Regions from separate parts of the Mus musculus genome. Here all the other regions are linked to region 1. A link is a contact called in public ChIA-PET and promoter capture Hi-C data. All regions are on one chromosome and are shown on one strand. Each heading gives the region's core, a stretch centred on a gene start, on an enhancer-like site or on the middle of the called end of the contact. The rest is flanking DNA. Distances are from core to core; before and after follow the strand shown. Region 1 holds the start of Lppos (LIM domain containing preferred translocation partner in lipoma, opposite strand). Region 2 overlaps Lpp (LIM domain containing preferred translocation partner in lipoma). Region 3 overlaps Lpp (LIM domain containing preferred translocation partner in lipoma). Region 4 overlaps Lpp (LIM domain containing preferred translocation partner in lipoma). Region 5 has its middle 39 kb from the start of Gm46545. Region 6 overlaps Lpp (LIM domain containing preferred translocation partner in lipoma).

Region 1 (3,972 bases), core at 1,085-3,584:
GACAGGGTTTCTCTGTATAGCCATGGCTGTCCTGGAACTCACTTTGTAGAACAGGCTGGCCTCGAACTCAGAAATCTACCTGCTTCTGCCTCCCAAGTGCTGGGATTAAAGGCGTGGGCCACCACGCCCGGCGGCAATCACATTTCAATGGTATAAAGACATGGAAAAAAAGGTGTATTTGAACTTATTTAATAAGATCGGTCTCAATAAAAATAAGAACCTGCCATACAATTTTTATATTTGACAGTGGTGGTACATAATAGGTCTTCAGCAACACATGCCAAGCAAATGAAACAACAGCCCATGATCATTTTCTTAAGCCAAATTATCACCTCTCCTTGAAACCGGGCAGCAGGAGGCTGCTTCTCGATGCCAACTCTCTAAATCATGTTCCTGCCTGCTCAAAACCCTCAAAAGTCATATGCAAACTAGATGGCCCGACATTCCTAAAGCCTTTCAGAATCATGTCTCTTCTCCCACTCTGGAAATGTCTACCTTTCTCAGAGGAATCACCTCCTCGCACAAGAGACTGTCCCTCCACAAAGGGTGCTACTCAGTCCTAGGCCTAATAACCAAGTCAGGAACTTGGCTTCCTCTCCCACTGCCTATGCCCAACTCCAAGGCCAGAGCTGCATACAAGGAATTGCAGGAGGTGGTGTTGGGAAAGAGAGGAAGGAGGGAGTTCAAGATAGGCAAGACAAGGCATTGCCCAAGCTCAGGACCCGGGTGTGTCCCCCTACCCTTCACATAGCTAATCCTCAATAGATTGTATTCTGGATTCCACAGGCTACCTTCCAAAGATTACATACAAGATACACAGTTTCCTCTTTAAGTGCCCCTTGGCATTGGCAAGGACACCAGGAGACTCCTGGGAAAGCAAGATTCTTACTGGGTTTCTGCACCAACATCCCCCACCCCACCTCAATCCAGCAGTGAATATGGGGCTAGCAATTCAACTTCTGTGGACCGGGGTCTACTTCCTGTTTGTAAAACTGAGAAAGGGTCCCGCTGGGAGAGGTTGACACACTCTACAGTAGCCCTGTACACTTTCCCTCTTCCCCTAAAGCTTGTCTGAAAACTCGCTTGTGCCGGGAATAGTGAAAACAGTGAACCATTAAGTCACTAACATCTTTGAGAAAAAGTTTTACTGCAGAGGCAAGTTTGCAAAGGGAGTGTATAGAAACAGGAGAGTCCCAGAAAGGATCCGCGGAGAGCTCTTGCCAGGCCTTCCTTGTGGGGGAGGGGAAGCAGTGGACCCCCTTCCTAAAGAGAAAGAAGGCCAGAAACAGTTTACACTGCCCTGTCCAAGTACCCAAGCCACAACTCCACTGACACGGTCTCCTGTCATACTCCCACCCCAAGCCACGAACACAATTCCACCCACGCCCACTCCCCACCCTTATTTAGCCTTCTCTGGTCTGCAGCTGCCTCCCTGACACGAAAGGCCTCGCCTTTTTTACTTAAGAAAACTCCCTATCCTTCAAAGGAGTCAATCACAGGCCCCTCTGGGATTTCGGGTCCGGCCATGGAGGCCAAAATAAGAAAAGTCCTTCCGCGAACTCCCATAAAAAAACCTGATCTTTGCGTTCTCTCCAGGATTTGGCCCTTCCTACTTTGAGTCAGGTTAGGCTCCTGCGTTCCAGTGAGCGCTCCCAGAGGGCAAAGTTTGGCCTCTGTAACCTACAGTGCTTAAAAGCAGTGGAGACTCCACAACCGCTTACAAAAAGATAAATTAATTAATAAATTTTTTAAAAAATTTTAAAAAGGCAGCAGGGGAGCAGAGGTCCGGAGCCACCGATCTTAACCTGGCTCCACCTTCCAGGGATGACTTCCAGGAAAGCCTGCCTCTCTTTGCCTCGCCTGCCCTGACTGTAAAATGGGAAGACTCCGAGTCACTGGGTCCCTAGGCCCTTTCCGCGGTGACAACTGGGATTCCACGAAAGCTCGAAGCCACCGGGCGCGGCCCCGCCCCCTGGGCACCCAGAAAGGCCCGGGCCGGGGGCGCGCTGGGGACTCCCGCATCCGCCCCTCCCCCACGGCGTGCACCCCCGCTTCCCGGCCGGGGACCCGCACTTCCGCGGCGGGCGGGGCGGAGCAGGGCGCCCCGCGCTCCCCACCACCCTCAGCGGCCCGTCCCCCGGGGGGTCGGGGGGTCGAGCGGCGCCCGCGGGCCGAGGCTGCGGGAGGAAGCCTTCGCTACGATACCTGGGGGAGGAGGTGGACCGGGCAGCGGCGGCCGCGACGGCTGGAGGCGGAGGCTCGGGCGGAGGAGGAGGTGCCGGGCACTCCCCCTCCCATTGTCCCGGCCCGGCCCGCGGCCCGCAGCGGCCCGCTCCGCCCGGCCCGCGTCCTCCCCGGTGCCCGGCCCCGCTGCCGGCCCTTACCTTGCAGCGGCCGGCTCTCCCCCGCCGCTAACGCTACTTATCCCGGGAAAGCTCGAGCGGGCCCCGGGAGCGAACCCACAGACAAAAAGTGAAACTTCAGCAGCAGGCCGGGAGTGGCTGCTGGTTGGTGCTCTCCCCCTCCTTCCTCCCCACCCCCTCCCCGCGGTCTCCCGTGCGGTGCCCTGAGCGCTGGAGGCTGACGTCAGGGGCCTGAATTCCTGACTTTGCCTGCACGCATTTGTCCATGTAAGGTATGGGGAGGCGTGTGCCCGCGGGCCGCCGCACTAGCCGGACGGGGAGGGGGCGCGGGGGGCAGCGGCGGCTCGAGGTGGGTGACCCTGGGCAATGCACTTCCTGGAGGAGGGGACGCGGGGGGAGGAGGGGGTACAGGGAGCATGGGAAGAGGAAGGAAAAGAGGGATCTGCCTCCACTGGAGGAAGAGGAAGGAGATGCAGGAGGAAGTCGAGAAACCGGCACAACTCGGGTCTGTTCTGCAGACGACAGATTGGAAAGCTGAGCTTGAGCAAAGAGATCCTGCCATGGAACACCCCACCCCCCACCCTAAGAGCCTCGTCGGAGCCCCGCCCAGGACTCCAGCAGGACTCAGAAGTCCGGGATGGTAGAGAGCAACTTCAGTTCCCTTCGCACAGGAGAGCTCCGAAGCTGGGACCTGACCCAGTCCTGCCCCGTGGAGAGGAGCCAGTATTCTACTCTTAGCTGGGTTTCCGCCTCCAGGCACGACCCGGCCTCTAACTGTGAGCTTAGACCCAAGTTAGAGCTAGGCAGATGACTTGACCCACTGAAGTGACTAACCCCAGTTCCTGGAAGGTTGTGGTTGACAAGCCTTGAGAAACAATGGCAATCGAGTGCTTCAGGGCAACTTCCTGTCCTTTGTTCAAAGACAAGAACCTTTGGAGTTTAACTTTTGCTTCCCAACCCTGCCCTGCCGGAAAACCAACCAGAAAGCTTGCTCTGTTCTTACAGCTTAAAAAAAGAAAATACACGAACTGGGTGAACTGGTTTGAATAAAGACAAGCCTGTTCTTGGAAGGTTGGGTTTGGATATTTTGTGTTTGATATTTGTAAAAGTGAGCAACGATGAGAACCCCTTTTACTAGGTTAAGATTCCGGCTAGGAGACACTGGAAGCCCTCTGGCCCTCAGTAGTGAACGCTTTTCATCCCGGCACAAGAGAGGTTTACATAGACACTGTCACAAACTAACCAAAAACACAGATTTGGGTGTGGGTGTGTGGGTGGGGGTGTGGGTGTTTCTATCCTGTATCCTTTGCTTTACCCCAGTCTCCCAAACAACTTCAACCCATGCTAATAACACAACCACCCATTCTGGTCTTTGATTGGGTTGGGTAGGATCTAAGGAAAATACCATAACATGACCTGCACAACACAGCTGTCTGAGCATGCCCCTGACCTTCCCACTCTCAAGCCACCTTCCACCACCGTGGGCCCTCACCTTCTACAGCCTAACTCAGTCATGCAGACAGAAAAAGTACACCAGGGACTTCAGGGGTGGGGACGCTCCAACGTGCCTCTTCTCCGGTTATATTTTGATGAACCTTTCGGACTAAGT
Region 2 (3,972 bases), core at 819-3,318, 510 kb before region 1:
CTAGGATGAGAGGTACAGCTTCCGGTACTATTCTGAATACAAGAAATTAGGTTTGGGGTTTCACAGAAAAGAGACACATAAGGAAAAACAAGCTGGCTCCCATGTCACTCTTGTCTATGTGTGAGGGAAAGAGAGCATCTACCAATGTGGGAAGTAGACAGAAAAGGATTAAGAGGTAAATGGTGTACCCAGAAGCAAAGGCAGCCACTCTGGAGGCACAGAAAGATTGCACACCCTCAACTACAGGCCAATCAGGAAGGCCCTTGAAGCAGAGGTAGGTAACAGAAATAGACTTCGAGGCTGACATGAGAGCCTTGCTGACAAAGAGAAGAAAAGGTCACATCTGATGGCAGGGGATGGTTATTTAAAGACAAGGGTGGGGCTAAGATATAGATTCTGGGATATCTGGTCTAATTGCTTTCCAAAATGGTTTTACTTCATGTCTTAATTCTGTTCTTATTAATAAAAAGAAGGTAAAAACAGAGGGAATAACAGCAGCCATCTGACCCATCCTGCAGGCAGCTTTGACCATGAAAATACTTACTTCCCTCCCAAGATACCGGAATTTCCTTCCTTCTTCCCTTTGAGCCTAAATATACTCAACTATTCTCTATTTGCTGGAGAACTACTTGCATATGTTATGCTTTACAACAGAAAACTTTTTAGGTCATTTGGCTAAATTGGAAGAATATAAATATTTACTTTCAAGAGGAATATATCTTAGAAGATTCAATTTCATTTCAACTGACCCATACCATCAACTGTATTCTTCTGAATTACTTCAGCCACCCCTGAGAGCATTAAGGGACTCAGAACATGTAATAACTGTTAAGGAAGGTGTTTACTATTTATATAAAAATACTTGGTCCAATGCAAAATATCACAAAATATATGCATTCAATACATCCAGATTGCTTTAGAGTAGTTGGTTCAGTCATGCAATGGAGACGTTTCAGGCAGATTTTCCCGTGTTAGGCACTGTTACTCCCCATATATTACATCCCCATATATTACATCCCCATATATTACATCTCTGTAAGATAAGGAAAAAGGAACCTGCTCTACAGGAATGATGGCATCATTTGGGGCTGACACGCCTTCCTCTGCAGGGAAGTGTGCTAAAGGGGTCCTGGAAGTTAACTAGCTATGAACTTTTTTTATTGGTTTTGTGAACCGGGTTATGGGAGGGAAGTGGCCTGTCACATTCAGCACATAAGAGAACTTCTGATCAAACTCCTGGTAATTTTGCTGTGTGGGGAAAATCTGTGCACTTGACCTTGAACACCACAGCTCATGTGATAGTTTTTGGGCTGGAAACTAGACAGCCTGCTTCACTCTCACGCCTTCTCTCTCAATTGTTCATGTTTATATCCAGCAATGACTGCACATAGGCTCCTGTTGCCAAGTTTTCCTGTTCCCTTCCATTTCAGAGAGTCTCAAGTTCAAGTGCACAGAGGGCAAACAAACAGGATATAAGCCAAACCCTGTGAGGAGACATTGGCATGAAGCTTGTCCCCTTCCAACCTTCATCTCTCAAAGCAATGATAGGATCACCTGCTGTGATAAACATTGAAAAAAAAAACCATAAAACCCAACAGGGGTGAGTCACATGTGACCTCTCTGCCTTTATATATTCTATTAGGATTTACATCATTAAGGAATATGCCAAGAAGCCACAAATTTTATATCACTTATAGTAAGGTTCAGCCCTATGCAGTTGTTGGTAAAAAGGACATTGAACGTTCAAGAAAACCCACATATAGTTGAAAAACTTCCCATAGTTATTTTTTAATTTTACCTAATTTTTAAAATCTGTTTTCAGCTATTCTGATCCCCTCTCATAATTCCTCCCAGCCCCTTCCTAGCTAACTACCCAGCTAACTTCATGTTAGCATTTTTTTTTCTCTCAAAAAAAATAAAAGCAAAACCTCAGGAAAAACAACAAAATGCTAAAAGTCTTGTCCAAGAAAGTTTCTGAAGGCTGCTTAATTCAGATGTTTGAGGGAGAGAGATGGGAAGAGACACAAGGGAGCCAGCAGCCTAGACCAGGGCAGAGAGAGAAGCTTCTGAGGTCAATGTTCACAGGAGGCTACTGGAAACAAGTCTCGTGGAAGAGAGGGAAGGAGAAGAAACCTGGAGTCATTTTTCATGTGAGGTCAAAGACTAGGGCATGGATCTCAGATCTTTGTATACATACAAACTACAGGCCTTCCTTGACCCTCGGCTTACAGAATGTGCTATGCTCTTGTCCTCCTGTACAGGGACTTGGGAGGGTCTAGAACGTATTTGTTTAATGAACACAGCCAGTGATTGAAAGCAGATGACCTTTGACTCATGCTGTAAAAATCAAGCTTTGAGGACCTCAAGGCCTCATATTCCCTGAGCTCTGAGACCATCGGGGTCCAGGAGTGTGCCAGAGGCTGGAAGGCAATGTGAGCTAGAGACACAAGTCAAGGAAGACCTCTTTTGAAGGCTTTGCTCATGGGCCTTGGACTCTGGCCTAGTGCAATTACCCAGTTAAAAAGAAAATTCAAGCACACACATACACATACAAACAATCAAACGCACACCTTACTGACTCTAGCTCAGCCCCCCTCTCGGAATGTTTTTTCACTGTGTGATCACGAGAGGTAAGGAGAAACTGTCATTCTATATGTTCAGAAACGGAAGCTAAAGAAACAGAGTAGATGCTGAATGGTGGCTGGTTGTAATTTGATTTTCTCCATCTTTACACTCATTTCCTTTTGTATTTTCCAACCCCAAGTGAAAGGTTATATTACTGAGGACCCAGGAGCTCATTTCAGACAGAGTTTCAAGGTAGAATTTTATAGCTTAGTCCCCCCTCCCCCCTCCAAGTCCACTCCTTTCTTTTTCTACTTATAGGAAATTTAAAGCTATGGACAATTTGTTCTGGTGGTGCAGAGCAGTTCAGAGGGCTTCGGCAGTGCAGACGTTACGCTGTAGATGGCTAACTATTGTCCTTCTGTCCATTAAGAGCTGCAAGATGAATAAGAAAGAAAACAAGGAATAAAGAGGCTCCTTTCCTATTCTCTTTCCATCCTTTATCTTTAAAGTAGGAACTTTGCTGAACCACAGCCAGCAATTCACTCAGCCTAATGAAGTGTATAAGTAATGGGATTATATTTAAATATAAATCTTAAACCATTATTGCAGTGGCCTGATGCTGACATTCATCCAAACTCTGTCAAACACTGGCTGGTGAGTTCATGCTTCATTTAAAAATAAACAAACTGGGGCAGGAAGAAGGTTCTAGCATAACATTTCAGAGGCACTGAACCTGGAAATACGAGACCCTTCATTCTGGTCAGAGCTGAAGCAAATGCTGTCCTGGTTCACGGTCCTACTGAAGTGGGCAGAGTCCAGCTTTCCCCAGGGATCACTCTGTCTCTGTAGACACATAGGCTTAGTTATTTCAAAACTCTCCTAAAGAGGGAGGGTCTCTGAAGGTACCACCAAGGCTCTTGGTTTCTATTCATGCTTCTACCATTGCCAAACATGTGAATTCAGGCAAATCAACAAACTTTCTCTGGCTGTTAGCTTTTCCAGCCATAAAACAACAGCACTGAATTAAAGTACTTCTTTAATTTTAGTTCCTTCTGGGCCTTAAATGTTCTTATTCAAATACAATAGAAATTGGTATACTTTGGGATAAGAGTTAGGGGGAAATGTTATAAATGTTATCAATAAGGACTTCCTGTTGCTCTGGTCAGTCAACTAGGAGGTATGTGCTTCAGCTTCTCTGTCAGTAAAGTACTGCCCAGTGTCCACAGGAGGACAGAGCTATATCATTAGAAAAGGTAGCCATAGATTGGACATACTGCTGATTATGAATGAGTGGCTCTAAGAGTGGCATACAAGTGTCAGGCGGGCTCCAAAGCACCCTAAATTCCGTTACACAGACACAATTTCCAGTGTTGCCTAGTTGCTCAGTTTTTCTTACGGCTTTTATGG
Region 3 (3,972 bases), core at 372-2,871, 480 kb before region 1:
TCAGAAGGAAAGATTTACAGGCACTGAGAGATGTTCAGTAGAGTGGTCAGAACTGCTACAGGTAGGATGCTGCCCCAAGGAAAGCTGTAGGCAAGAGTCTCTTCAAGCTTTGGAATTTTCATGACAAAGCCCTCCTACTGTGCGCTTTAGTGGCTGGTTCTCAGGGAGGCAGGGGTGAGTTGTACTGTGCCTTTTACCTACCAAAATTTAACAGTAACACAAGGACTAGGGGGTGGGCTAATGCTCTTCTGTTTAGTGTATCTGAATAGTTTCCCCTTTTCAGACCTAATCAAATCAAAGCTGACACAGAAAAAAGAAGAACAGGGACTCCATTTCCATTCAAAAGCTTCTTTAGCCGTATGCCTTTTACAGGACATAACCAACTGATGCTCCCTGCCAGAGTCACTAGAAGCACTACATTTCACCCCAAATCTGTCCATGATGATCAAAAGAGTGAAATGAGAGACAGAGACAGAGAGAAGGAGGAGGAGGAAGAGGAGAAGAAGAAGAAGAAGAAGAAGAAGAAGAAGAAGAAGAAGAAGAAGAAGAAGAAGAAGAAGAAGAAGAGAAGAAGAAGAAGAAGAAGAAGAAGAAGAAGAAGAAGAAGAAGAAGAAGAAGAAGAAGAAGAGGAGGAGGAGGAAGAGGAAGAGGAAGAGGAAGAAGAAGAAGAAGAAGAAGAAGAAGAAGAAGAAGAAACGAAGGGAGGGAGGGAGGGAGGGAAGGAAGGAAGGAAGGAAGGAAGGAAGGGAGGGAGGGAAAGAATGGGTCAGATTCTTAAAATCTAAGTAGACCGCACTGGGAAAGTTTCATCAGGATATTTTACTTAGGTAAATAAGGTTCAATCAGGCACGTGCACACAAACTTTAAATATTAAGGGGGAAAAGCATAAACAGCCTTTAAGTTCTTATTGTTTCTAAAGAAGCCCAAAAAAGGTGTGCAGAAATGAGGAAACTCTGCAGTATGTATGGTTCACTAACCCTCACTTAAGCATGCTTCAGTCTAACGGGAAAAAAAATATAGAAATGTACTTCATGGTGTTTATTTCCATATACTAAAATTTAAAATTTTATTTCTGTGTCTGCATGTGTGCCTTCTTGCATGTGTGTGTACTGTGTACATGCAGGTGTCCCGGAAGCCAAAAGAGGGTATTGGATCCCCTGGAACTGGAATTAGGAGGCTGTGAATACTAGTGTGGGTATTAGGAACCATGTCTTGGTTCAAAGAGGAACAAGTCTTCTTAGTTGCTAAGCCATACTATACTTTTGGATATTCTGTAAATGTAATAACCAAGGCCATTTTACGTAAATGTTTTGATTATTTTTAATAAATGTAAAAGCTATAGTTAACACCATGACCAAGCCAGAACTATCACCCATGTCTTTCTCTTGGCATTCCTCCCTACCCTCAGCAAGTCAGTCTTTCACATTTTACCAGCTTATTTCCCTATGTGTCCATTTTACTGTGTGACGATGATGCAATTTGTCCTTTCACCTACAGATGGAGTCTTGGGCCACTGCCAATTTTGACTACTACAAATAAAGTTGACATCAACCTCTATGTTCAAGTCTGTGTGAAAACAGGGGTTTTGTTTGCTTTAGGCGAACATGTTGGAGAAAAGCTTGGTTATGTTTACTGTGTGTTTAATTTTTAAAGACACTGCTAAGATCTTTTAAAAGTATCCATTGTACGATCCTGTTCTCAGCAGTTCAGGAGAATCTCAGCCATTTCACATCCCAGTTCGCGCCTGGGACGTGGCAGAGCCTCGAATCTCTTCAATTTGAATTTGTTCCTAACTCAAGTAAGGGGACACTTTAGGAAGTCTCTTCTTGGGGACCACAGATACCAAGCATATTTTTAGTTGATGATTTTTCCCAGAAAAGCATCTGTTTAAACCTTTTGCCTCCTTTTGTTTTTTGTTTTGATTGAGTTAGAAACCTGCTCTCTGTATACTGGACACATATCATTTTGGATGCATGGCTTGGTGTTTCACATTTCAATGGTTTCTTCTGAGAACAAGTTTTAGATTTTTCTGCTTTTCGTTTTTTGAGGACAGGGTCTTGTTTCAAGCCCTGGCTGGTATGGATGTAAATTTTAGTTCTCTTGTCAAGAGTTTCCATGTCCTGGACTTACACGCTTTTAGAATGTTGATGAAATTGAATTTATCTTTCAATAGATTTATTTGGGTATATCCTACATTAAATCTTTGACTGCCCTAATTTCATAAGAACTTTCTTGGGAGTGTTTTTTTTCATAAAAACTTTATAATTTTGGCTTTTATTTCTAGCTTTTGATCCAAAATATACATAAGACTTCTATAGTTTAAAATTAAAAAAAAGTCACCGAGCAAAATGAAAGAACACTTACATCAAGGAACAGATACATCATGTTCATGGTTTGGAAGTCCTTTTAAGGAGTCAATGCTTCTCATTTGAATTATGAGTAATCCTGCGGGCTTTATCAATATGAATTGACAAGCCACTTCTAGAATGCAAAAGGATGCAGAACAGTCCAACCAATTTTGACAATAACAGAGGTGGATATTTTGCTCTCATCCTCTATCTACACAAAAAAAGAAAGTGGGACAGGGAGATGCTGTGTTGCTCAGGGTGGAACTGACCTTGTAACATTGTTGCCATAGCCTCTACAGTGGCTGAGACACGTACCACTATATTCAACTTGCTGAAGGATGTAAACGGTTTGAAAGCAAGGTTTACTGTAAGGCACCATAACTGAGGCACAGGGTAGACTGTAGACTGGCACAGACGTGTAAAAGTTTCAAACTTGGCAGGTTGTGGTGACAAATGTCTTTAGTTCCAGTAATTGGGAGGCAAAGCCAGTTGGATCTCCATGAGCTTGAGGCCAACCTGATCTTCACAGTGAATTCTAGACCAGCAAGGGCTACACAGTGAAACCCTGTTTCAAACAGATGAAAAATAACAAAATGAAAAACACCTTTGGGGCTGGAGAGATGTCTCAGTGATTAATAGCATTTGTTGCTCTTCCAAGAGGACCTATGTTCATTCCTAGGACACACATGGCAGCTAACAACTGATTGTAACTTTGGTTACAGGGGATCTGATGTCCTCTTCTGGTCTCTGTAGCCACTAGGCGCACACACAAGGTGCGCAAACTTTTATAGTATTTGCGTGTGTTTACATGTCTCATAATTAATTATTTAATACTTCTTTCCAGAAAGGCATCTGTGTATCTCTTATAAGACTAGTGTTTTTGTCTCATATCTGTTTATTTCCTAAATATAATTGTGTATGGCCATGAAAGCAGACTAAGCGGAGGATCAGCAAACAGATTTTATATTTTATCAGTAGACCAGAGTTAGTGTTTAGTTTTATATTAAACAAACACAAAACAACCCACACTTGTTTTTTGTATTTATTGGCTTAAGTTTTTTCATATATTTTGATTATATTCCTCCCCTCCTTTGCTCTTCTAAGATCCTCCCCATCTCCCCCTGTCCTACACACAAACAAAACTAAGCCAAACCAAAACAGCACATACACACAAAGAAAAACAGAGCTGATTTTGTGTTGGCTATCTACTGCTGAGCATGGGTTCTGTCTTGAATAGTGGCTGATAGATCCAGTGACACTCTATTGGAGTGATTTTTACTCTCCCAGCTGATATCAATTTCCAGTAGTTTCTTGGTTAGGGATGGGACTCTGCGGCCACTTTCTGGTCTCTGTGCTTGATTTTGCATGGCTTCTGCAAGTCTTGTGTGTGCTGTCTTTCTGTGAGTTCATGTATACCAGGCCTAGTCTCGGAGACCCTGCTTCCTAAGAGTCATCCATTACCTCTGGCTTTTAAAATCTTTCTGCCTCCTCTTCTGTATACATTCTTGAATTTGGGGAGGGGGGAGTGTTGATAAGCACATTCCGTTTAGGACTGAGTGATCCAAAATTCTCTCACTTTGTACACACTGTTGAGTTTGTATGTTAATTACCATTTATTGTAAG
Region 4 (3,972 bases), core at 815-3,314, 360 kb before region 1:
TGTGCATAAAAATTGAAACTGGGGTTTTGCATATAGGAGAGATCTAATGGTATTTCCAATATGGATATAATGCCTCTGGAGTTGGAGCCCTGTAACAACTATCATTCAAGGATGTGCTTGTGCGTGTATGTGTATCTGTGCTTATTAAGAGGAAAATTATTTCTAAGAAGTGAGGGCTACACTAATTCACTTTCTAAATGCAATTATTGTTGGTATCACTTTTCAAATGGTGTGGTTTTAAACATTGGTCCTGGGGCATGGCTTCACAGCTATCATAGGGAAAGTGCTTTCTATTAGGCTAGTTACTCAGGCACTATATACATTCATAGTTGAGTCTGTGAGACATTCAAAGTGTGAGTTCTATGTTTTTTTGTGGATGAATCATCAAAGAAAGCAGAGCTGATCCCTTCTGCAATCAGTTTCACCTCTGTACATGTTACATTGTCTAATGTTACAATTGATTTTTCTAGGTTTGATTTACTTTTCAATGTGGTCTGTTACATAATATCAAGGTCTTATTTAACTGGGCATATATCTATGAATATGTATAGTATGTGTTTTAATAATTAAAACACACACACACACACACACACACACACACACACACACACACACACACACTTCTATTGGAAATTATGATGGCTACCTTCAGCCTGAAAGGAAAGAGATTCTTCACCTATATAGCAACATCCAAGATGCTTGGTTTAAAAAAATAAATAACAAGTTTGCCTCCTAAAATGACAGTATAAAATTAAACAAAAATTCCAAATTCAATAGAATCTTGTAACTTAACAGACAATGAAATTAGGAAGTTAAAATTAAGTCTTGTTATTTTAGAATTACAAGTTTCCCAGGAAAATATATTTGAGACAAATGATAAGTTGGGGAAGATGGCCTTAAATTAGGATTCCCCAAAGCAGGACCAAAGAACAATAAAAGGGACATGCTCGAGCAAGTATTGTTGAAGAACTCATCCATAAAGGCTTCACATAGAGGCTAAGGAAGGTGAGCCACCAGACTCAGAAAAGAGATTTGCAACCTGAACAGAGAGAACTATCTTCTACTTTAAAGTGGATTGGACTGGTGAGTAGACATAGTTATTTAACACAGAGAAGGGAGAGTTGGGGAGGAGAGAACACAGAGAGACCCAGGCATCATCCTGTCAGTGGCCCAGAGGAAGAGCTGTGGCCAACAGCTAGTGACATCTTCTCAAGGAGCACTACCTGTGCCCTTAAGGCTTACAATAGACATGTTGACTTCTGGCTCATTCAATGTTGATAGTGCCCCATAATAAGGATGATGACAAGCCAGGCAGTGGTAGCACACGCCTTTAATCCCAGCACATGGGAGGCAGAGGCAGGCAGATTTTAAGTTCAAGGCCAGCCTGGTCTACAGAGTAAGTTCCAGGACACCCAGGACTATACAGAGAAACCCTGCCTCATAATAAACAAACAAACAAACAAACAAACAAACAAACAAATAAGATGACCAATAGGTGACTATCACTTTCCAATCTCCCCCTGGTCACTAGGTACATCCATTCCAGCTGAGAACCACTGAAAATGAGACATTAATCTACTACCCCTGAGAATGTTTTCATCTTTATCACTTATTCAGTCTAAGGGTACAGAAATCTACATATCTGGATTAAACAGAATTTCATGTCATTACAAATAATTATCTAATCTTAACATAAATTAGTAACAATGAAAATAATCACCATGCTGCCCATGAGCCCTTAATCTGCTACATAATCTCTTTTCTGCACCTTCTCTCTTTAGGTCCATAGCTACAGCTCGAAACATGATCAATATCACAAAAGTTCTTAACAGTTTCTCTCTCCAGAGTTTATCTGTATTCTGAACCCTAGACTTGCATGTTCAATTTACTCTTTTCATCTATTGACTTGAATGCCTTATATGTTTTTTAGGAAAACATATTTTCCGTATGTTATAGAAAACAAAAAGCTTTCCATAACAGATGTTGATCTGGTGAGACGTTCCCTTGTTACTGTTTAAACACTGAATGTGGCTACGACTCAGGGAGTGTCCTACGTCAGATATGTCCACATTTCGCAATATCTACTAAGAAAGCTCTTGCTCTTCTCCAGCTCCCTCAGACGTTTGGTCCACCCCTAGAAAATCATTCCCTGTAGCTGGAGGGATTTCTCCCTCACACGTATACAGTCTCATTACTTTGTCATTTAAAAGTCTTCACGAAGTTAGTAAGGATAATGTCCTATGCCACTTCATTTCTTGTCTGACCGACATGCCACATACAAGCTCTCATCCATATCCAAGGTACCAAGTTCTCTCACATTTCAGACATTGATTTTGGTTAAACAAGTATCAGGTTCTTAAAGAAACGTTGGCCCGAATCCTCTCTCAGATTAACTGTCTAGTTCTTAAGTTCAAAATAACTTGACCTGAACTCTCTCTCTCTCTCTGAGTATATCTCATTTCTTCTGTTCTTTCTTTATTTTTTGCTCTTTTTTATTATTATTTTTTTAATTAGGTATTTTCTTCATTTACATTTCAAATGCTATCCCAAAAGTCCTCTAAGACCCTACCTACCCACTCCCACTTCTTGGCCCTGGCATTCCCCCATACTGAGGCATATAAAATTTGTAAGACCAAGGGGCCTCTCTTCCCAATGATGGCTGACTAGGCCATCTTCTGCTACATATGCAGCTAGAGACAGGAGCTCCAGGGGTACTGGTTAGTTCACATTGTTCTTCCACCTATAAGGTTGCAGACCCCTTTAGCTCCTTGGGTGCTTTCTCTAGCTCCTCCATTGGGGGCCCTGTGTTCCATCCAATAGCTGACTGTGAGCATCCACTTCTGTGTTTGCCAGGCCCCAGCATAGCCTCACAAGAGACAGCTATATCAGGGTCCTTTCAGCAAAATCTTGCTGTCAAATGCAATGGTGTCACGTTTGGAGGCTGATTATGGGATGGATCCCCGGGTATGGCAGTCGCTAGATGGTCCATCCTTTCGTCTCAGCTCCAAACTCTCCTGTTCTTTATTATCATTTGTATACGTGTTTGCTTTCTCAAGGGAAGGGGGCCAGTCACTTTTACTCAACAAGACACCCTAAATAGTTTACAATATCATAGTCCACAGCAGAAATTTAGAAAGACATTGATCAGTGAATGAATTGTTGTCCCCTTAAGAAAACTGCAACATCAGACCTGTATTTTTCCTCACAGAACAGACAACAAATGCATGGACACACTGGATACATGCTTAATTCCAGTGGCGCCCTCAGTCTCTAATGCCTCTAAGACACAAATTATAACATGGTTCTCTTTCTGAGAAGCATTTGCTGTGCTGTTTGTTTGTTTTAGATGGGAGTCTCACCAAATAGCTGAGGCTGGCCTTGAACTTATGTCAGACTTCTGAGTGCTAGGATCACAGGGCATATGCCCGCAAACTGAGCTATTTATTTTCCTTTTAATAATGGTTTTTTAAATGTAAGTTCTCAATTCATGTGTTCTGGGGAAACAGTTCAAAGGGTAATTTTAAATGCATTCATTGGGGTATGGAGGTAAAAAGTCGAAGCAGCAGGATTACAACAAATTCAGAGGCAACCCAAGAGCCAGAGTGATTTTCAGGCCAGTTTGGGGCTCATACTAAAAACATGTTTATATATAAAAAAGGCTGGTAGGTGGTAGAACACATTTCTAATCCCAGTACTATGGAGGCAGAGAGAGGAGGAACTCTGAGTTCAAAGCCACCCTGGCCTAGACAGCGAGTTCCCAGATAGCCAGAGCTACATGGAGAAACCCTGCCTAAAACAAAATAAAACAAAACAATAAAGAAACAAAAATTAAAGAGTAACCAATAACTAACACATTAAAATAATATATTGCATGTATAGTCAAGCAAATAGAACTCCTTTTTCTAATTAAGGAGGCATTTATTGTAATTTAGCTCCATGTCAGGCACTCCTAATTGATATTGCTACTGTAAG
Region 5 (3,972 bases), core at 834-3,333, 350 kb after region 1:
GGCAGCAGACAGGGGATCTTGGTTCTGGTGTTCAGGGACTGTTGTGTGTTGTGATAGTTCTGCTGCTTGGGGGACTGGATGAGGAAGATACAATCAAACAAATTGCTGGTTGGAGCATAGGTCAGGATAATCTTCAGAAAAGGGATGATACAGTTCCTAATATGATTATAAATCTTTCTTAGCTTTAACAAGCTAACCTCTAAGAATCCTTGCTATAGCAATAGTAGCAAAAACCATGTAAGGATTCATGCACAAGGCTGTCTGTGACACTGTCACTTGAACAACCAAGCAAGTCAAATCAGAGTGAATGTCAATCAATAGTAAAGCAGGTGGCAAGTTATCTAATCTATAGAATGTTAGACTTCAAAATAAGATATGGAATCAGAGTTGTTTTCACAAAATGTTTTAAAATTTAAAAAATACATGTTGGGACTGAAGAGGCAGCTAGAAGCACTTACAGTTCTTGAAGAGAACCCAGGTTTGGTTTCCATAACTCAGAGCCCACAGTCACCTGTAACCCTAGTTATAGAGGTTCTAATATCCTCATATGGCCCCAGGATTTACCTGCATGCTTATGGAACACATAGATAGACTCAAGGCACACACACCATGTAAAATAAATTAATAAGTGGGCCCTTAAAATGAAAAGTATATGTTAGTATTTGCTATAAATAGGAATGTCAGTGTAATCAATGTGTTTAACTTAGGGAAGTGCTGTTCTGTTGTTGTTGGAGGTGTTTTGAGCCATGTTCTCCATTGATAGCCCAGGTTAGACTTCAGCTTATGATCCTCCTGCTACATCAGCTCCAAGAAAAGTATTTTGATTGACAAATGATAACAGAGTACAGAGGAAATTGGGTAATATTTAATCTCTTATTTTTAAAGAAGGGGAAGGCTGGGTTTTAATCTATAATTGCCCTTTCTCAAAGGTAAGCTGTTTAAATGCTTCCTTAAATGCTTTCTATTTGGGGAAGATGGTACTGGCTGGAAGCTCTTATCCTCTGATAACCTAACTCCAGGGAGTAGGAGACCCCTCAGAGAGAAAGTGGCCATGGCTGAAGTTGTCTGACAAGGAATCAAAGGAAAATTCCTAAGCAGGCATGGAGCAAAGGGCTCTCTGCAAGAGAAAGCCATCAGTGTGGTCGCCATCTTCGCGTTCTCGTGGGATAGAGCATTTACCTTGCTTTAATTTCATTCCTACGCCCAATTTTAGGTGTTCTTCCAAATTGTCCAATTCATACAAATTTATTCAGACACAAATATTCTTTGAAAATGTCAACTGAGCAGACCACTTCTATGCTGCCTTAAACTCCTTCTAATTAACAGGTCCACCCTCAGCCCTCACAGATGCCGATTTTTAACTGGCCCTTATTTCTTCACCTATATGCCTCGACTGGCCTGGCCTGCCAGTGACTATCCAAAAGCCATTAGAACTCACACCTTTCACCTTTCAACACTCTTTCCCTTCCCTTAGACTCCTGCACTCCATCTGCTTGGTGAGTCTTATTCAGCCTTTAAGGCTACCCTCAAACATCTCCCTTTCTAGATATTTCACTTGCCTCTCAACAGAACCAGTCGAGTTCTCTTCTGAGTTCCAAAGCACTCTGTTAGGCTGGGCAGGGGGAACTGCAGTGCCACTGGTCTCCCCAGAGGGCACTGAAGGTGTGTCTGCCCTTGTCTGTATCCTCAGCCTCTGTCCCAGTGGCCACACAAGACAGATGCTGACAAGTGGGACATAGAATATAAAGATTAAGAGTTCCAGCATATCAAATGCCTCTTTGCACAAGTTTTCTCTCTATAACATGTGTTTCTATTGATTGAAGATCTATAAGACAAATCTGGTCGAAATAACTACTACTCCACCCACATGCCCCAAGACCATCCCATGGGTTGGTTGTTCTGGGCTGCATTGATTCCTATTAGATCTTTGAAGCCTGTTCAAACTCCAACGGACTGGATCTAACTGGGTCCTTAGGTGAGCCCGGGACAGAACTGGTGGCCAAATCAGCAAAGGGATGTGAGCACAGGGTGTTCTCAAGGGAAAAGGCTGAGCCTGCCCTGGAGCCACTGGCCCTTTGATAGTACATTGATCCTGTAAGAGTCCTTGGCCTGGCCTGGCTCAGCCAGGAACTGATCACGGGCAATAGCACCCCTCCCAGGCTAATTGATCTGTTTCTGTTCTCTGATGTCCCTGGGCAGGAGTCAGCACATTTCTGCCTGTACCTAGGCCTTCCCCTTGCCAGGCTTACAGAAGCCAGCCTCTTGAGCTGAGCAGCACCCTCATGCTTGAACTTGCTCTTCATCCTGTCCCCATTTCTTCTCATCTTTTCAAGTTTTTCTCTCCTCTACCCTAGTTTTCTCTCTGGAAGATCCAGCTTTCCTCATTCTGCCATGCCTGCCTGCCTCCCCTCCCTTGTTTTGTCCCCCCTCTCCTATTTCTCTCCTCTCTTCTTCCTTCCCTCAGACTGGCCTTATGCTCAGTTTTCCCATCTCTGTCTGACACTCTCTGTATCTCATGCGATACCATCCTCTCCTTCCTGTCTATAGGATGTCCTGGCACTCCCACCTTGATGCCAAGATTTCCTTTCACACCGTTTGAGAGCAATCCCCTCTGCTTTTCTGCCCATGAGATTGGACAGAAGTCCGATTGACTTTTGTATCCTCTGAGACTTCTCTCTGCCTCTAAGCATCTGAGCAAAGAGAATACTGTTTCCAGGTCTTGTCAAAGCAGTTTCAGGCCTAGTCTCATCCAACCTTTGCCACATTCTCTTCCCAATGGCTAAGCTGATCTATGCTAACGCACAGAGCATAGATCCAGGACCATGGCCAAAGTCAGTAGGGGGTTGGCTCAGGGATGCCCTCATGCTGAGCCTGGCAACCCAAAGTCTACAAGTTGTCTTCTTGCCCTTTCGCTCATCTCCTGAGCTTGGCAGGGTCACTCTGTGTACTCAAGCCACCCTTGAGTGGCCATGGATAAATGATATGACATTACCTTCATGGTGATGTAAGGTGAGAAACTTGATGCAGGCACAGCCAATAGATCTGCTCCTTCTTTTCAAACCAAGAACCTTGTACATGTTGGGCACACCTTGTCCCAGTGGCCTATACCTTGAGGCCATTCATTAGCCATCCTGCTTTCTTATATAGAATGAAACAGAGGCCTCCACTAAGTGTCCTGTCACTGGGATCACAATTGAGATATGGATGAAGTACTTCCTTCATTTATGCAGCCAACAAAAGTTATCATCATTTATGGCCATAAAAATGACATTGTTCCCAGTGTCCAGTGCTTATAACTTTATGATAAAGTTTATGATCTAGAATACACAGGACTATGAGAAATGTCTGAGATAATTAAGAAAGAATCAGCAAAATGACATAGGGTCTGGCTGTGCCCAGTGAAAAGACACACAGAGTAGCATATAGCTGAACTGAGTCTTAAGCTTTTATACAAACAAGCAAATAAACAGACAACCCAACCATTTACATGTTTGCAAGGGAGGGGACTGGCTTTACTACAAAAATAAGTAACAAATGGCTTCCAAAAACATCAGTGTGACCAAAAGTCTTGGTCAGAGTGTCAACCCCGTTGCATCACTGCAGAATTCCACTGACATTTTAAATCAAAGTAGAAATGTCCTGGGCTCCAGGGGTGGCTCAGTGGTTGAGAGTACATACTGCTCTTACAGAGGACTGGAGTTTGATTCCCACATCTACATCAGAAGCTCACAACCACTGCTAACTCCAGCTCCAGGGGACCTCACACCATCTCCCGGATTCTACTGGGTATTCCCACTCATGTGTACAATCCCCCAAACACACACACACACACACACACACACACACACAGAGAGAGAGAGACAGAGAGAGAGAGAGAGAGAGAGAGAGAGAGAGAGAGAGAGAGAGAGAGAGAGAGACAGACAGAGAGAGAGACAGAGAGAGGGAGAGAGAGAGAGAGACAGAGAGAGACAG
Region 6 (3,972 bases), core at 759-3,258, 310 kb before region 1:
AGTGCTGCTCTTGCAGAGGCCCTAGGTTCCAATCCCAGTACCCACACAGTGGCTCACAACTGAGAATTCAGTCCCAGAAGATCCAATGCAATCTTCTGAACTCTGTAGGCACCAGGCAGGCACATAGTGTGCAGACATAAGTACAAGCAAGAAAGCAAAGCCTGTACATGCACAAAGTAAAACAACATAGAGAAAGATATGAGGAGATACCCAATAAGCTACGACGGTGTCTGTGTGCATATGTGCACACACAAGCCACAAACACACACATCCAACACCCTACCACAAACAAATAAAAGTCTAAAATAAATGTCAAAATGAAAGCACCTCTAAAAATGGAAACCAAATGCCTGCTCTTTCTGTCTGCTGGAACCTCAGTAAGTGGTTACTACTCACATCCCATCTGCCCACCATCTTGTTGATTAGGCCATCAGTCCTAGACTTGCAAACCTTTGGATCTTCCTGTCTACAACCTGTCTCATTGATAGAGTCCTGCCAGCTTTCACATCTAGGTAGTTTGAAGCATTACTGCCTGTTGTCTGTTTTCCAGCAGGAGGCCACCATGACTAGAACACTTCTCATCAAAGCCTCCAGATGTTCCCCAGCTCCCTCTAAGGAAGACCCAGAGTCCAGAGCCCTGTGCCATGATCAGGAGCTGCTTTCTTTCTCACTGATACCTAGCATCTTGATTCACAGAGTGCAGCAGCCAATCCAGGCTGCTTTCCAATCTGACCCATGCCATTGCTGGCTAGAATCTGTGCCGTCTTTTCTCCTCTATCCCCTAAAATAACAAAAAATTGAAACGTGCCTGTCTGGAACATCCTTTAACATGCATCTAATAGCTTGTTTCAATACAACCTAGGTAGCTGTGCTCCAATGCTACCTCATCTTAAGTGTCTCCCCAGAAACCCCAGAAAAAAACGCAATGACCAGACCATCCCATCCCCTCTATGTTTTACCTTCAACTTTCTCTCTACCACTTAGTTAGACTTTAGTACATAATTGTCTGCTTTTGAATCCTCTCCCACAGGAAAATGAACCCTTTAAGGACGTACATTTCACTTTATTTGTGATTGTACCCTCACCATCCAGAAAACATTCAACAATGTCCACTAAGTACCTCATAAAAAGAGATAAATGAGTCCTTCGGTTACTTCTCTTGCAATTCCAGAAATAAGATGTGAGTAGAAGAATTTAATAGCATAAAAAGTCACATAGCAATGCAATCACCTTTAGAAGAGAGTTGCAGTTTTACTCAATAAAGGTAAAATATTATATGTTACCATCGATTTGGATTGTGAGTAATAGAATATAAAACTTGGACTCAGCTGTGCTGGACTGGAATGAGAGTAAGTAGGTGATGCAGGCTTTGTTCCCGGCACTGCCCCTTGTGGGCCTCGGGCAGCAGAGAGAACTCCACACATGTGGGACTTCCTACTTCTGGGATTTGGTATAAATTCAACTACCACTCATTCAAAAGATAGTGTCTCGGGGTTTGTTTACAGGACATATTTCACTGTTGTCAACTCTATTCGCAAGTTTAGAAAGGAGTCACATTTGAAATTGTGTGGCATTTCCAGAAAACATTATGCCACATCACTAACACAGAAAGTAGGCATAGCAGGTTCTTCCTCTTCACACACCAGTGGGTGTGAGATATCATCAACTACAACATAGAAGGGAAAGTAGTCAGGATGCTAAGCTCTTCCAGAAAAAAAAAAAGCACCCCATTCACACATGAAGATACATGGCAGTTTTCCTTTAATGCACACACTTCCAATGCTTGCTACACCAGCTCGCAGATATAAGGGATTGATACTCTGTGTTCTCCTGAGTAGTAGAGGTGACCTTTCAAAAGCCACCCCTCCTCATCCCCCAGCCTGCAATCCCATGGAGATCAAAGCCAGCTTGCTATTATGCAGTAACATTTCTGTGATCAGATACAGTGTGGGCTCTACAATTCTATGTATGTCAAGACATTTTCACATAAGTGACTCACTCGGTAGAGGCTCCGGCAGGGCACACCACACTCACACCTTCTCTTTTGAGGTTGAGCCCACCTCAGGAGAGTTACAAGAGAACATCCTGTTTAGCTGATCTGCTCTGCAACTCAACAGTGTAACTGGACTTGACTTAACAATACATCTTCTCTTCCATAATCTATCACAAAAATCTTTCCATCTATTTCTGTTCTCCAGCTCATATGTATGACAAGTCAGTCTTAGACAAGCATACACGTTAATCACCTATTCTTACATTAAAGGCACCAGGAAACAGAGGTGATGATTAGACTTCCTAAATATGTTCACAATTCCAGGGAGAATGGGTACTGCTCCTGGGGTGAATATCTGAAGGTCTATGCTGGCTCAGTCACTGTACATCAGCTCCAGGAAGCACCACAACGTGGGCTGCACTGTAACTGAGGCACATAATCGTGCTGTTCTTGGGCAGGCTACAAGCGGCTTGAAAAAGCTAGGGCAACTTTTCACAGGTCGATAATATGATTGGCCTATGTCTTAGTGAACACTACCATGGTCTATAAACTGGAAGCTTGGTAAATGTGATACTCTTGAGCTGGGAATCTTTAGAAGGTGGATCTTGTGAAAAAAGCAGATTATGAAATGAATGCTCATGGAGGCAAACCTTGCCTTCTGATATATGCATATGAGGACACTCTTCCCATGATGCCATTTGCCTTGAAGTAAGGGCAGAAAAACTTGGCTGTTAACAGAGCCATATTGCTTGAATGTCAACCTCCAAGAATTTTTATTTTAGCTCCAGGTCTTTTGTTACAGTAATAAAACATACTAATAACAACCAACAACAACAAAATTCAGAAAGGCTTTAGACCTTGAGTAGTATTCCCATCAGGGCAAAACCAAAGCAAGGAGAAAGAATAAAATAATGATGTGAACATTTACAACATACAAGATACTGAAATGTGTTCCAAGAACAGGTAACCACTGTACTTCATTTCCCGTGGAAACCGCTACAAATCACTGTTGGCTAGCAAGGACCTGCTACTGACCTTAATGAGATATTACACAACAGACTGCATATGTCTGCACTAAATGAATGAATTCCCTGTTACTATCAACATAAACTCAGGATGTATTACCTAAAGGAAAAAGCCTACTTCCTGTCTGAACACTTCATCTCTTTTTGAAATGTACCATTTTAGAAGAGTATAAAGCTGCTTTTCTGGGCTTATGATGGGTAAAATAACAACCTAGTAATAGTCAAATTGTAACTTCTAGATCTTGTGGACAAATTTCTTTATTTGCCAGAATAAACGCTGAAGATGTGGTTAACCATAAACAATCTGAGATGAAGACAAAGACCTGAATTACCCAGGTAGACCTAATCTAATCACACAAGGCCCCCAAAGCAGAAATACTCCCTGTATAATCAGATGGAACCATATGGAAGAAAGCATAGTCAAAGAGCTGATTTATTGCAGGCTTTCCAGACAGTGGATGAGGATATAAACAAAGGAATGCAGGCAGGCTCTAGAAGCTCAAACGAGAAAGGATATAAACTTTCTCTATTCATTTTAGCCCATTGAGACTAAACAAATAAAGAAATTTGTCCACAAGATCTAGAAGTTACAATTTGACTATTACTAGGTTGTTATTTTACCCATCATAAGCCCAGAAAAGCAGCTTTATACTCTTCTAAAATGGTACATTTCAAAAAGAGATGAAGTGTTCAGAGACTAAACTTGTAAACCCCAAAACTAAATAAAAGTAAAGGTAAGAAAAATAATGTTCTTTTATGTAATCGAGTTTCTGGTGTATTGCTGGAAACTCACCCAGATACCAAATTCACCCTACTGGCCAGGCTTTTCTCCTGGGTCAAGAGCATCTATCTATTCTCAGAGAACTCCATATGTACTGCCCATGGGTCTATCAGGCATCATTTAAATCAGCAATGTACATGACTCCAATATCAATATGCACAAGACTTCTCACT

The links. Promoter capture Hi-C pulls out the DNA fragments that hold promoters and counts their contacts. ChIA-PET counts read pairs in DNA pulled down with a chosen protein or histone mark.
Region 2: a contact with region 1 is called in a promoter capture Hi-C map of liver, with 4 times the contacts expected there. The contact joins the enhancer-like site here to the promoter of Lppos in region 1. A contact is called at or near these places in 10 of 39 promoter capture datasets (the 3T3-L1 cell line, 3T3-L1-derived adipocytes, the C10 cell line and 6 more), 1 of 15 datasets of contacts at CTCF or cohesin (large pre-B cells), 9 of 484 Hi-C or Micro-C datasets (the Ba/F3 cell line, CD8 T cells, embryonic fibroblasts and 5 more), 9 of 115 datasets of contacts at active chromatin or transcription factors (bone marrow-derived dendritic cells, bone marrow-derived macrophages, cardiomyocytes and 5 more) and 1 of 9 other capture datasets (pancreatic islet).
Region 3: a contact with region 1 is called in a promoter capture Hi-C map of liver, with 5 times the contacts expected there. The contact joins the enhancer-like site here to the promoter of Lppos in region 1. A contact is called at or near these places in 10 of 39 promoter capture datasets (the 3T3-L1 cell line, 3T3-L1-derived adipocytes, the C10 cell line and 5 more), 1 of 15 datasets of contacts at CTCF or cohesin (large pre-B cells), 3 of 484 Hi-C or Micro-C datasets (large pre-B cells and liver), 14 of 115 datasets of contacts at active chromatin or transcription factors (the 230-238 cell line, CD8 T cells, the SCID.adh cell line and 8 more) and 3 of 9 other capture datasets (adipose tissue, embryonic stem cells and macrophages).
Region 4: a promoter capture Hi-C map of liver shows a contact between it and region 1, with 3 times the contacts expected there. The contact joins the enhancer-like site here to the promoter of Lppos in region 1. A contact is called at or near these places in 8 of 39 promoter capture datasets (3T3-L1-derived adipocytes, the C10 cell line, cranial neural crest and 4 more), 1 of 15 datasets of contacts at CTCF or cohesin (the NIH/3T3 cell line), 7 of 115 datasets of contacts at active chromatin or transcription factors (the 230-238 cell line, bone marrow-derived macrophages, craniofacial prominence and 4 more) and 3 of 9 other capture datasets (adipose tissue, embryonic stem cells and liver).
Region 5: a contact with region 1 is called in a promoter capture Hi-C map of liver, with 5 times the contacts expected there. The contact joins the enhancer-like site here to the promoter of Lppos in region 1. A contact is called at or near these places in 5 of 39 promoter capture datasets (the 3T3-L1 cell line, 3T3-L1-derived adipocytes, liver and 1 more), 2 of 484 Hi-C or Micro-C datasets (bone marrow-derived macrophages and liver) and 7 of 115 datasets of contacts at active chromatin or transcription factors (the SCID.adh cell line, bone marrow-derived macrophages, epiblast stem cells and 4 more).
Region 6: an RNA polymerase II ChIA-PET map of memory CD8 T cells shows a contact between it and region 1, with 8 read pairs. The contact joins the enhancer-like site here to the promoter of Lppos in region 1. A contact is called at or near these places in 1 of 39 promoter capture datasets (liver), 1 of 15 datasets of contacts at CTCF or cohesin (large pre-B cells), 1 of 484 Hi-C or Micro-C datasets (cortical neurons), 4 of 115 datasets of contacts at active chromatin or transcription factors (bone marrow-derived macrophages, cardiomyocytes, memory CD8 T cells and 1 more) and 1 of 9 other capture datasets (adipose tissue).

Annotation. Positions count from the first base shown.
Region 1 is chr16:24,392,017-24,395,988 of GRCm38.p6, reverse strand. It overlaps Lppos (LIM domain containing preferred translocation partner in lipoma, opposite strand), which reads left to right and starts at 2,334. Exons shown (of 2, transcript NR_037954.1): 1 at 2,334-2,635; 2 at 2,882-3,433. It overlaps Lpp (LIM domain containing preferred translocation partner in lipoma), which reads right to left and starts at 2,639. Exons shown (of 13, transcript NM_178665.5): 1 at 2,385-2,639.
Region 2 is chr16:24,899,782-24,903,753 of GRCm38.p6, reverse strand. All of the region lies in intron 10 of Lpp (LIM domain containing preferred translocation partner in lipoma), which reads right to left. Among named protein-coding and RNA genes, the nearest start is that of Gm22672, 18 kb to the right of the region's middle. Within about 2 kb of position 2,068, at least 11 of the 459 cell types and tissues checked have an H3K27ac peak or open chromatin away from gene starts, as enhancers often do. A contact at or near this core is called in liver, where this site is marked.
Region 3 is chr16:24,872,005-24,875,976 of GRCm38.p6, reverse strand. All of the region lies in intron 9 of Lpp (LIM domain containing preferred translocation partner in lipoma), which reads right to left. Among named protein-coding and RNA genes, the nearest start is that of Gm22672, 10 kb to the left of the region's middle. Within about 2 kb of position 1,621, at least 17 of the 459 cell types and tissues checked have an H3K27ac peak or open chromatin away from gene starts, as enhancers often do. A contact at or near this core is called in 3T3-L1-derived adipocytes, adipose tissue, liver and 1 more, where this site is marked.
Region 4 is chr16:24,754,438-24,758,409 of GRCm38.p6, reverse strand. The region is part of intron 7 of Lpp (LIM domain containing preferred translocation partner in lipoma); the gene reads right to left. Among named protein-coding and RNA genes, the nearest start is that of Mir28a, 71 kb to the left of the region's middle. Within about 2 kb of position 2,064, at least 4 of the 459 cell types and tissues checked have an H3K27ac peak or open chromatin away from gene starts, as enhancers often do. A contact at or near this core is called in liver, where this site is marked.
Region 5 is chr16:24,042,047-24,046,018 of GRCm38.p6, reverse strand. No RefSeq gene overlaps it. Among named protein-coding and RNA genes, the nearest start is that of Gm46545, 39 kb to the left of the region's middle. Within about 2 kb of position 2,083, at least 9 of the 459 cell types and tissues checked have an H3K27ac peak or open chromatin away from gene starts, as enhancers often do. A contact at or near this core is called in 3T3-L1-derived adipocytes and liver, where this site is marked.
Region 6 is chr16:24,702,482-24,706,453 of GRCm38.p6, reverse strand. The region is part of intron 7 of Lpp (LIM domain containing preferred translocation partner in lipoma); the gene reads right to left. Among named protein-coding and RNA genes, the nearest start is that of Mir28a, 120 kb to the left of the region's middle. Within about 2 kb of position 2,008, at least 21 of the 459 cell types and tissues checked have an H3K27ac peak or open chromatin away from gene starts, as enhancers often do. A contact at or near this core is called in memory CD8 T cells, where this site is marked.